2 separate regions of the Mus musculus genome follow, and region 1 is linked to region 2. The links are chromatin contacts, called in public HiChIP or PLAC-seq maps. All regions are on one chromosome and are shown on one strand. The core of a region is the stretch at or near the end of the contact, and the rest is flanking DNA. Distances in the headings are between cores, read along the strand shown.

Region 1 (5,420 bases), core at 1,892-4,391, 130 kb after region 2:
TGACTACGATCCTTCCATTTCTGTGTCCCTCGCTAACCCCCCCATGCCACGTATGCCAGCATCAGTAGCTGCCTGCAAGCCGCAAGGTCAAAGTGCTGGCGACTTCTGGACTCCCGCTCTCTCTGCTTCGCTGAGAATCTCTGTCTCTTGTACCCCAGCCCAGCTGACAGCCCCACCTCACTTCCCATTCTCTTGTCCATTCTCTCCGCCTCCACAGTGTACCCAGCTTTCAGCTGCAAGGGTCTCTCTCTCTGTCTAGGCCAGTGTTTCTGTTCTCACTTGGCACTAGCAGGTACTTAACAAGTCCACATACGTTTGTAACGTGGTACACAAGATTTGAGTGTGTGAGCCACTGAGCTAGGCGTTACCCATGCCTGGGTCCTGAAGACATGCAAATGAATGTGAGATTGCAGTGTGTCTTGTGATAGGCGCTGGACCTCTGGGTGCCAGCTCCTGTGTGGCCCGATGGAGCAATTAAAGGTGGTGAACAAGACAGGACCTTTGGAGCTCAGAGTGATGCTGAGTGTCAAATAGGTGACCTGCTCTCTCTCTCTCTCTCTCTCTCTCTCTCTCTCTCTCCCCCTCTCTCTTTTCTTCCTCCCATAAAGGAGGAGCTGAGCGGCCTGAGGACAGATGGGGCAGAGGGGAGACAAACCCTGAAGCACCTGCCTTCGGGGCTACCTGACTTGATAACTGGTAGACAGGAGGAGGTTGCCCTTTCTCTCGCACTGTAGGAGCACAGAAGCAGCTGCCCTGCTGTTTGAGTGCTGTGGTCCTGTGGCTGAAGCCATCCTATGGGGTTGGGGATGCTGTCCTGCCCTGCACTAGCTCCCTTTAGAGGCAGCTGGTCACAAGAGAATCACTTGGCTTAGTCTCTGCCAGATGGCCTGAGGTGGGTGGGTGCTGAGGCAGACACAGTGCCACCTCACTTCAGGCCCAGGGAGGAACAGGAGTGGATCTAGGGTCTCACAGAGGTGGGGATAGAAGAACAGTCTGGCCCAGAAGGGGATGTTTAAGCCTAAGTGAGTACCTTTACACCTTTTCCCATGGATCTTCCCGGGCCTTGCCTAACTGGGATCCCAGCTCAGGTCAGCCAGACACACACCCATACCCACACCCACCCACATCTCACACCACTCATCACACACACACCACACACACACACATACACCACACCACACCACACTCATCACACACACAACACACACACACACATACACCACACCACACTCATCACACACACACCACACACACCACACCACACTCATCACACACACAACACACACACACACACACACACATACAACACACACGACACTCATCACACATACACACACACACACCCCACACACACCACACCACACTCATCACACACACAACACACACACACACACACACACACACACTTCTTTTCCCCAAGCCCGGCAGGTTCAGAGAGCCCACAGCAGCAAGGCTAGCTGAGAGGCCCTCCTCCTCCTCCACCCCCTCTGCCCTTCTCTCTCTGTTCTCCCTGGGCCTCTTCCCCACGTGGCTCATTACAACTCCAGTTGTTCAGGTCTTGACCTCAAGAGCCTTCCCTATTGACCCCTGACCAGCGATACTAATCTGTGTCAACAGGCCCCAGGGGTTAAAGAAACACAACCCGGAGCTGCAGCCTTAGCAGGTGCCTGGAGGGGGCGGGGTGGCTCTGGGAGCTGCTGCATGCACAGGGACGTGCTTGGCGCCCCCCACCCCCACCCGGGTGTCTACTTCCTCAGCTCCTTCTGTGTTCTTGGGCTTTCTCCTTCACACTCTCCAGGACAGTCCCTTCTCCAACCCTCACATCTGGCTTTCCATCCATCTGCAGGCCACCGCTTCCTTGCTGTCTCTTTCCTTCACGCTCCTCTCTGCAGACCGGATTTGAAACTAAGTGCCCCGCTGCCGCCATCCAGGTAGCATCCGGGTTGATGCCACAGTCAGTAGCTTGCTGCCCTTGCCCTGCTGACTGGCACATTCATTTTCATTCTCTTCCCCTCTCCCTTCTACTTAAGTTTTGGTTGGGAGCTTCTCCCGGAATCCTAGCAAGGAACTATTGAAATGCAGACCCTGCCACCCACCCCAGGAGCTGTTTGGGACCCTGCTGGACCAGCCTAGGCTGCTCCTGCTTAGGGCTAAGTGGACCGTCCTGTTTCTGTCCACACACTGACTAGAGGAAGCCCCCTGTGCCTCTCCTGTAAGGACATCACACATTCCTTTGAAGTGGAGAGCCACTGTGTTCACCCTGCCTCATCCTGTCCCCAGCCTCTAATCCTTACGATGTTCTTTCCCTCCATGGCCCTGAAGCTCAGGCCGCTGGGGAAGAGCACAGGTATGGGGTGTGGGGTGTGGGGTGTGGGGTGTGGAGTGGCCAGAGCAGTGTAGAGCAGGATGATGGGAGAGAGCTGAGGGGGCCTGGTATACTTACTGGGTGAGCTTGTGTTGGGGGTCTTTCTGGTCCTCTCAAGAAACTCAGGTGGGGGACAGGCTGGCTATGGGCACCCTTGCATCTCAGCTCCTTTCCTGAGGGCTCTGTCTCACGTCTGATCTTGCTTTCTGTCCCCACTCCTCACTCCCCACACCCACACTTCCCTCTTCTCTCTTCCTTCTTTCTGGCTCTGGTTCCCTGGCAGGCTAGAAAGCAGTTGATAAACTCTCCAGAATTTTTTATAAATTTCCCAAACTTTTCCAGATGCCAATAAGGGGCCAGAGAGACCCTCGAATTGCAGAGCAGGGGGTGATGGAAGAGACACTGTCCCACAGCCTTCCTTCCTCTCACACTAAAGGGAGCAGGACGATGCCAGTGCCAGGGGCATCCACCTTAGAGTTCAGACAGCTACCAGCCCCGGGGAAATGGGGAGCAGAGAGACAGGGGGACCTGGCCCCAAGAGTGCCCTAAGTTGGGCCAGCAGGAACCTATCACTGTCAGAGCCTGGGGTGTGTGTGTGTGTGTGTGTGTGTGTGTGTGTGTGTGTGTGAATCAGAAGAGGTAATGTGGGCACAGTGTAGGGGTCGATCCCTCCCTACTCCCCCAAAGGGGTGCTGCCCCCACCTCTGCTGTTCGGTCCATCCACTCCCTGGACACCTCCTAAAACAAAGGCCTCTTTGTGGTCCTGGCCCACTGGCCAGCTGCCAACTGCATTCTTTGCGTGTTTCCTGAGCAAGGCTCCTGGCTCAGTGGTCGGCTCCTCCCCCACCCTGCCTGAGGCCCCCAGCTTGACTCTTGGTGGTTTCTCAAAGTCGCTTCTCCTCGACACCCCCCCCCCAAGTTGCCATCTTCCCTATGGGTGGGTCCAACTGTCCTGAGAAGGGAGACCCCCAAGGAAGGAGCCAGCCAAAGTGCTGAGCAGGCTGGGCTGTGCTCCGATCTTTCTTAGTAGGAGCTAAGCATCCCTATCTGTATGACTAGGGCCAGCACCCCGCCACACACACACACACACACACACACACACACACACACACACACACACACACACGCTAGCCAGTCGGGTTCAGTATGGTCAGTATTGAGAGTACCTCACTCTGGCTGCCCTTTGGTTGGACTGTGGACTCAGGACCTGGGCAGGGCCTCCAGAGCCTCTGATGGTATATTTCCCTGCAGCTTCAAGGCCTGTTTCTGTTGCTGAGGCTGGCACCCGGTGGGGGGGTGATTCTTTCCCTCAGGGATAGGGCTACATCCGCCTGCCCCATCTCTGTCTCTGCACGTGTGTTCCCCTGCTGGCACCTATCCTATCCTACTTGGTAACAGCATGGCAGCCTCCTTGGGTAGGCTGTGTGTGTGTGTGCGCGCGCGTGTGTAGGGGGGTAGCCTAACTTTGGAAGTAGAACGCATTGGAATATAGGCAGATGCACACTCTTCAGTCACCAGTCACTGTGGTACATGGTCACGACAGATACTGTCCTAATGAAGTCCTAGATCTCTCTCTGCCCTGGGTCTCCTCCTCCCTTGTTAAAAAATGTTCATAATTTGGAAAGAAAGGGAACTTTTTACAAGCTGGCGGATCTAGAGAACTTTCCATCAGTTTTTTCTGGCCTCGTGATGGGTGGGGCCCTTTTTTCCTTCCCTGTTCTCTCCTGCTCTTCTCATAATCTCCCCTCCCCCTCCCTTCAGAGCGCGAGCGTGCACGTGCGCGCACACACACACACACACACACCCCTACCCCTACTTACCTACCTACCTTAAGGAGACCTCTAACAACCACCGTTCCAGAAAAGCTATTGGGGGTTGAGGACCTGTCTGTATCCTCCTGGGCCAGATCCAGGCTCGCCACCCCTCCCCCAGAGGCTGTTCCACTGCAGGCCTAGAATCTCCCAAGCTTTACAGAGCCTGTGCCAAGTAAGACCCAGGCCCAAAGTCTGCTCACCCTCCCCTGAGAGCCTGCCGTACTCCTGCTGGGCGGGGGTCCCCTGGGTCCAACACTGCCAGGGAGGGAGCGAGTGCTGAGCTCACTGCCTCGGCATCTGCCCTCCCCCCCACCTCTGGTGTGAGGGCCAGCCGTACTCCCGCCAGCGCCTCGCTCCCTAATAGCTTTTTAAGTCCAACCACATGTGTCTGAGGAGCAGAGCGGTGCCGCCCCTCCTGCCTCAGCGCTCCCCCTGGCTCCGTGAGACCACCCTCCACTTACAGCGCCTGGGGCCGGGAAAGGGATCTGGCTCCCAGGCCCACCTGAACAAGACAGGCTGGTGCCCGGCCTGAGAGTAACTCCGGAGGGTCACGTGAGGGCAGTGTTCTGATCCCGGGTCCGGGGTCCCTTTCCCCCTGAGCTGCCTGAGATCTTGTTTATGTGTATGCCTCAGTGCTAGGGCCTTGTGCCAGCGCTGCTCTCCTTGAACCTAGCCCCACTGGGGTGACCCCACAGTCGCCTCTCTGACTCAGTACACGTGCGGTTCCCTGTGCGTGTGAGTGGTCTATCGGGAGGCCTGTGGGGTGCGGTTTCGCAGAAGGGGAGTAAGGGCTGGGAACAGACCAAGCGAGCAGGCCTGGGGTCCTAATGAGAAAATTGCTTCCAGCCAGCGAGCCCTGCTCTGCGGCTGAAATTGCATCCAGCCCCAGCCAGCTTGAGCTAAAGAAGACCCCGCCCTTTGGCAAGGGTTTGGAGCAGCCTGTGTACAGCTCATTCTGCCTACCCTTGCCCCATGCACCTAAACGGAGGCACCTTAGTCCCCAGTTGCTTGGGCAGGGCTAGATTCTGGACCCAACCATCCTCATCTCAGGAGGTAGAGGAGTTCTGAGAGCTCCTCCCCGCTGCCACACAGGTCTGCTGCAGTTATAGACCCACTGTGTGCAGAGGGCTCAGAGCAAGGCCACCTGCCAAGTGGCGTTTGGCTTACAGAGAAAGGCTCTCTAAGGAGCCTTGGTTCTCCATCAGCCCAGGTACAAATCTGCCTGTGTGGCATCCTGTCTT
Region 2 (5,132 bases), core at 1,038-3,537:
GCCTTCCCGTGGTATGTGTTCAGATGTTGACAGTGTGTATAAAATGTATGGACCACTTCTTTTTCTCCTGCATATTTACAGCCTGAAACTGCTCCCCTACAGAGACTTCCTACTGAAATTAGCTAAACCTGCTTCCTCATTCAACTGTATACAATAAGCCTGCTATCTCAACTGGCTAAAAAACCAATTATAAATGAACCAAGTTTCAGGACTGCGGCTGGTGTGCCTCCAGCAGGGCATATGGCCCACTCAATCCCGTGTGGTTTTTTGTACAGGTGCCTGTCCTTTCTTTATTCCTTTGTCAGACCAGTCAAGGTCAAATCCAAACACATGCAGGTTTCAGCAACTGGGAATGTACATTCAGTGACAGGGTGCTCATCTACCACGCATACAAGCACACTGGGTTCCATCCTCTATACAGCAAAAAAGCAAGAGAGCAAACAAAGTAGAAAATGCAGAGTGGATCACATATCTAAATAAATGAAAAAAAAATCACAAAATTAGAATATTGGAGAAAATCTAAGTGACTTTGATTTTGGTGTCTTTTGAGTGCCTCACTATATAGACCATGCTGGGATCAAAGGTTTATGCCGCCAAGCCTGGCTGTTGATGTCTTATTTTTTTGGTTTTGGTTTTTCAAGACAGTGTTTCTCAGCGTAGCCCTGGCTGCCTGGCTGCCTTGGAACTTACTTTGTAGACCAGGCTGGCCTTGAGCTTAGAGCCCTGCCTTCCTCTCAGCCTCTGGAGTGCGGAAATAAAAGGCACGTGCCACTATGCCCAGCTTTTTTCACCCCTTTTCTGTTGATGTCTTAAATAAAACACACACACATATAAATCCACAAAAGAATTGAGAAACTAGCCGGGCAGCAGTGGCACATGCCTTTAATCCCAGCACTTGGGAGGTAGAAGCAGGTGGGTTTCTGAGTTCGTGGCCAGCCTGGTCTACATAGTGTGTTCCAGGACAGCCAGAGTTACACAGAGAAACCCTGTCTCCAAAAAAAAAAAAAAAGAAAAAAGAAAAAGAAAGAAAAACAAAAACCAAGAGAAAATGAGTCTAAACATGAGGATTCTATGCATCCTGAAATTAAACCTTGTGGATATCAAAAGGAGACTGCCAGTACCCAGAACCAATGTGGGCACCTGTTGTTAGCATTTCCTGTAGGCTCCGCCCAAGAGTTACCTAGCAACAGCCAGGTAAGACCCTGGCTCACAGGTAAGGACTATTTGGCTCTGGTGTCTGTCTCCCCTCCCCTCCTCTCTCTCCATCTTCCCTCTCTCTCCATCTTTCCATTTCCTCCCTCTTTCGCTCTCGCTCTCTATTTTCCTCCACCTCTCCCTTCTCGCCAGTAAACTTCCTCTATATGAGGTCTGTCTCATGGCTGTCCTCACGAGGACACCTAGGCCGGGCCCGCCACGGTGCTCCACTTGTCCTCTGCGGCTTCATAAAACACCAACCTGGAAGGTGTTAAATCACCCGTGGACCAAGGCCCAGGGCAGACCACGTGGAATGACCTACGTGACCAAGGCGGGGCCCCGGAAGGGCAGCTGGGCCTGTCACTCCTCACCTCGGGGCCACTGAGCCGGGCGTCTCCTCGTGGTTCTCACTCTGCCGATGCTCTCCGCTCTCCACAATCGCCGGCGGCTCCTGGTCCTTTAACTCCACGGGAGGCGCGGCCACCTGCGAGCGCAGCCAGCTCTGAGAGGCGGGGTGGGGAAGCTCAAAAGGGACGCGCTAGCAGGGAGGCCCCGGGGTCAGGACCCTCGGGGCCGCAATGGGGGGCGCGCTAACACCTTCCCGCGGAGAGTAGTTAAAAGGAGGCCGAGTGTGGCACACGCCTCGAACCCCTCCTCAGCCTCGGGAGGCGGAGGCAGGCAACCGCTGAGGGTTCGAGGCCCGGCCTGGTCTACACCGTGTGCTGTCTTCGACCAGCTCCTGAAGCGCACCGCACCCCCTCACAGCCTCGTCCACCAGGCCCCACCGTCTCGTTAGTCAGGAAACCTCGCCTCTCCCGGCAAGAGGCGGCTCCAACCGCGGGGAACAGGGCCCGGGTTCGAATGTGTGGAGGAAGTCTCTGTTCCCCGCGGCCCTAAGCCCCGTCGCCCGCCTCCCGCCGCCCGCACACGGGAAACCGCACCGCACTCACTCCGTGGCGCTCCATTCCGTCTTTTCCCGCCTCAGCGCCCTCTGCGCACGCCACGCCCCCTGCACGCCCCGCCCCGAGCACGTGCTGAATGAAACGCGCCCTGGCCCCGCCCCCGCCCCCCCCCCCCCGGGGGCGGCGAACTCGAAGGCCCTCCGAACTGGCTCTGCCTTTTGGGCTATGCTGGTGCTATGTGGTAACAGACGGATTTGTGTTGTATGGACCGGTGGGCGTCTGAGCTCATAATGCGTAGGTGCGGGACTCGGGGTCACCTGTGGCCCTCAAGAGTTTGAGGAATTCACACTGCGTCAGAGTTCCGCCCCTTCGATCTACAGTTTGTGTGGCGGCAGTGTCTTTTTAAGACAGGGTTTCTCAGTGTTTCCCTGACTGTCCTAGAACTAGCTCTGTACATCAGACTGGCCTCAAACTCACACTCTCCTGCCTCTGCGGCTAGAGTGCTGGGATCAAAAGTATGCGCCACTAGTGCCCAGATCAAATTCTTTTGGAACAGGGTTCCACTATGTCCCAGCCTAGGACTCTGTAAACCAGGCTGACCTAGAACTCTGAGATCAGCTTGCCTCTCTGCCTTGGAATTGAAGGCAGGCACCACCTAGGAACAACCTTCATTTTATTTTATTTACATGTTATATATGATTTAAACTACTTTTGGGCACCTTCCAACTAAGGCCAGAAGAGGGCATCAGATCCCCTAGTTATAAGCCTCCTGGCATGGATTTTGAAAACCTAATTCCTGTTCCCTGATGCTCTTCATCGATGAGCTGAATTTTATTTTTGTTTTACGTTTGACCTATTTTGTGCATGCCTATGTGCCATCCACTCCGGGAGTGTGGAAGTCAGAGGACAGCCTGAACGAGTCCACAATCTCCTTCCACCGTGTGGGTCATGGAGATGCAACTCAGGTCATCAGACTAGGCAAGCACCTGTACCCACTGAGCCATCTAGAGGGATCTCTTGTGTTTAAGTGGTTTTTTAATACACATTTTTACGGGTGTGGGTGTTTTGACTGCATATATTTATTTCTATACTACGTGTGTGCATAGTGCCCATAGTGGCCAGAAAAGAGGTTCAGGTCCCCTGAGGCTGGAATTACAATTGTGAGCCACCATATGGGTGCTTAAAATTAGACTTGGTCCTCTGCAGGACAAACCAGTACTTAACCTCTGAGCCATCTTTTCAACCCTTTCTGTTTTTGCTGCTACATCCCTAGCAGCTTGGGGCCTGAAATGCTATGTGAGGGAATGAAGAAAGGACAGACACACAGTGAAACTGGGATCCGGTGGCTTCTCTAATGCTATGGCTGCAACCTGGACCCTCAGCTATTTATTAAATACAGCACAGCTAGTCTTGGTAGGAAGAATCTGGGGGTGAGCAATCCTAGCCTGCAAACACCAGGAGAGGAAGCCAGATCTGCTAGCCTTTGTACACTGGTTGATTATCTGGAAGCCATCATTCTGGAACTCTAGGGAAAGAGTTGCCGTTCCTCCTGAGCCTGGTTCATATAGGTAATTGATTAGACAGGTTTTCCAGGGGTCAATTGGTCTTGGACTCCTGTGCCCAGATTAAGATATACATTCAGGCTGGACTCTACCTACTCAGGGCTCCCTCTGCTTGCTTTCTGTCTCTGTATAGCCCTGGCTGTCCTGGAAGCTCTATAGACCAGGCTAGCCTCAAACTCAGAGATCAGCCTGCCTTTGCCCCATCAAGTGCTGATTCAAGGGGGAGGGGTATACCACCAAACCCAGCTGAAAAACTGGCACTCCTAAAATACATTTCCTTTTATTACTGTAGTGATTAAAAACTAAAACTGTTATAAATGTTGCAAAAATAACTGGCAGATCATAAATTTATTGATAGGAGGCAACAAACTAAGTGTTGCTGGGTGATGGTGGTGCACAGCTTTAATCCCAGTGGTCAGGAGGCAAAACCAGGCCCATCTGAGGCCAGCCTGGTCTACAGAGTGAGTTTCAGGACAGCTAGGGCTACAGAGAGCAACCCTGTCTGGAAAAAATGTGGGTGACATAAACCTATATAATCCAATGTCCTCTTCTGGTATGTCTGTGTCTGAAGGCAGCTACAGTGTACTCACATATATAAAATCTTTAAAAAAAGAAAAAAGACATACAGACAAAATAACTATACACATAAAAATAAATTAAAAAGCAAAACAAAACAATCCAAAACACCACCTAAACACCCAAGAGCCAAAGCTCATCTGAAGTCAGCCCCCAGAAAAGCAAGTTCAAATGTAGACCCACAAAGCTTTATGAACGTATTCCTCAGAGCTCATATGATTTTTTTTTTAAATAGTCTAAGTATCTGGCCCAGGGTGGCAGCAAGCTCATGACTGCCCCTGCCACAGCTGCTGGGAGATTGGATTTTTCGGGGAAAAATTAAGAGTAGCTGCTCATCCTTGCTCCCAGTAATCTTAGGATTCCTGGATTTTTACGCTATTTCTGTTCCAAGCCTTAAAATAGCAGGCTTGGCACCAGTTAGTGATCAGTAAGTGCTAGGGGCTGCAGGGTGACTCTGTCAGCAAAGTGCTTGCTGCAGGAGTTCAATAAAAGAATACACAGTAAAGATGAGGGATGTGCATCTATACTCTTAGAGGTGGAGGCCAGGTCCCTGGAGCTTGTCAGGCACCCAGGCCCCAGGCCAATGACAGTCCCTGTCTCAAAAGACATGGACAGTGTTCCTAAGGATGGTACTGAAAATTGTTTCCCATATGTACCTGAACACACACACACACACACACACACACACACACACACACACACACACACAAATAAATGCTCAATGGAGTATGGACCTGGCTTGGGATGACCACGACCTCTTAGGATCACAGACCATGGACGGTCTAAGCCCTGACTCCTAAACTGCATACCAGGAACCATCTCCCAGTTTTCTCCCCACCAAGGACCACATGAACTGGGAGTGAGACAGTGCCCACAAGTCACCTAATGAAATGAATGA

Evidence for each region. HiChIP or PLAC-seq counts read pairs in DNA pulled down with a chosen protein or histone mark.
Region 1: an HNF4G HiChIP or PLAC-seq map of pancreatic cancer cells shows a contact between it and region 2. The contact joins the enhancer-like site here to the promoter of Syce2 in region 2. A contact is called at or near these places in 1 of 39 promoter capture datasets (the SN4741 cell line), 1 of 484 Hi-C or Micro-C datasets (CD8 T cells), 2 of 115 datasets of contacts at active chromatin or transcription factors (embryonic stem cells and pancreatic cancer cells) and 2 of 9 other capture datasets (liver and pancreatic islet).

Annotation. Positions count from the first base shown.
Region 1 is chr8:84,741,917-84,747,336 of GRCm38.p6, reverse strand. All of the region lies in intron 2 of Nfix (nuclear factor I/X), which reads left to right. Among named protein-coding and RNA genes, the nearest start is that of G430095P16Rik, 22 kb to the right of the region's middle. RefSeq lists an enhancer at 2,297-5,420. Within about 2 kb of position 3,141, at least 135 of the 459 cell types and tissues checked have an H3K27ac peak or open chromatin away from gene starts, as enhancers often do. A contact at or near this core is called in CD8 T cells and pancreatic cancer cells, where this site is marked.
Region 2 is chr8:84,869,266-84,874,397 of GRCm38.p6, reverse strand. Syce2 (synaptonemal complex central element protein 2) reads right to left here and starts at 2,287. Exons shown (of 5, transcript NM_027954.3): 1 at 2,145-2,287; 2 at 1,566-1,678. The coding sequence starts at 2,159.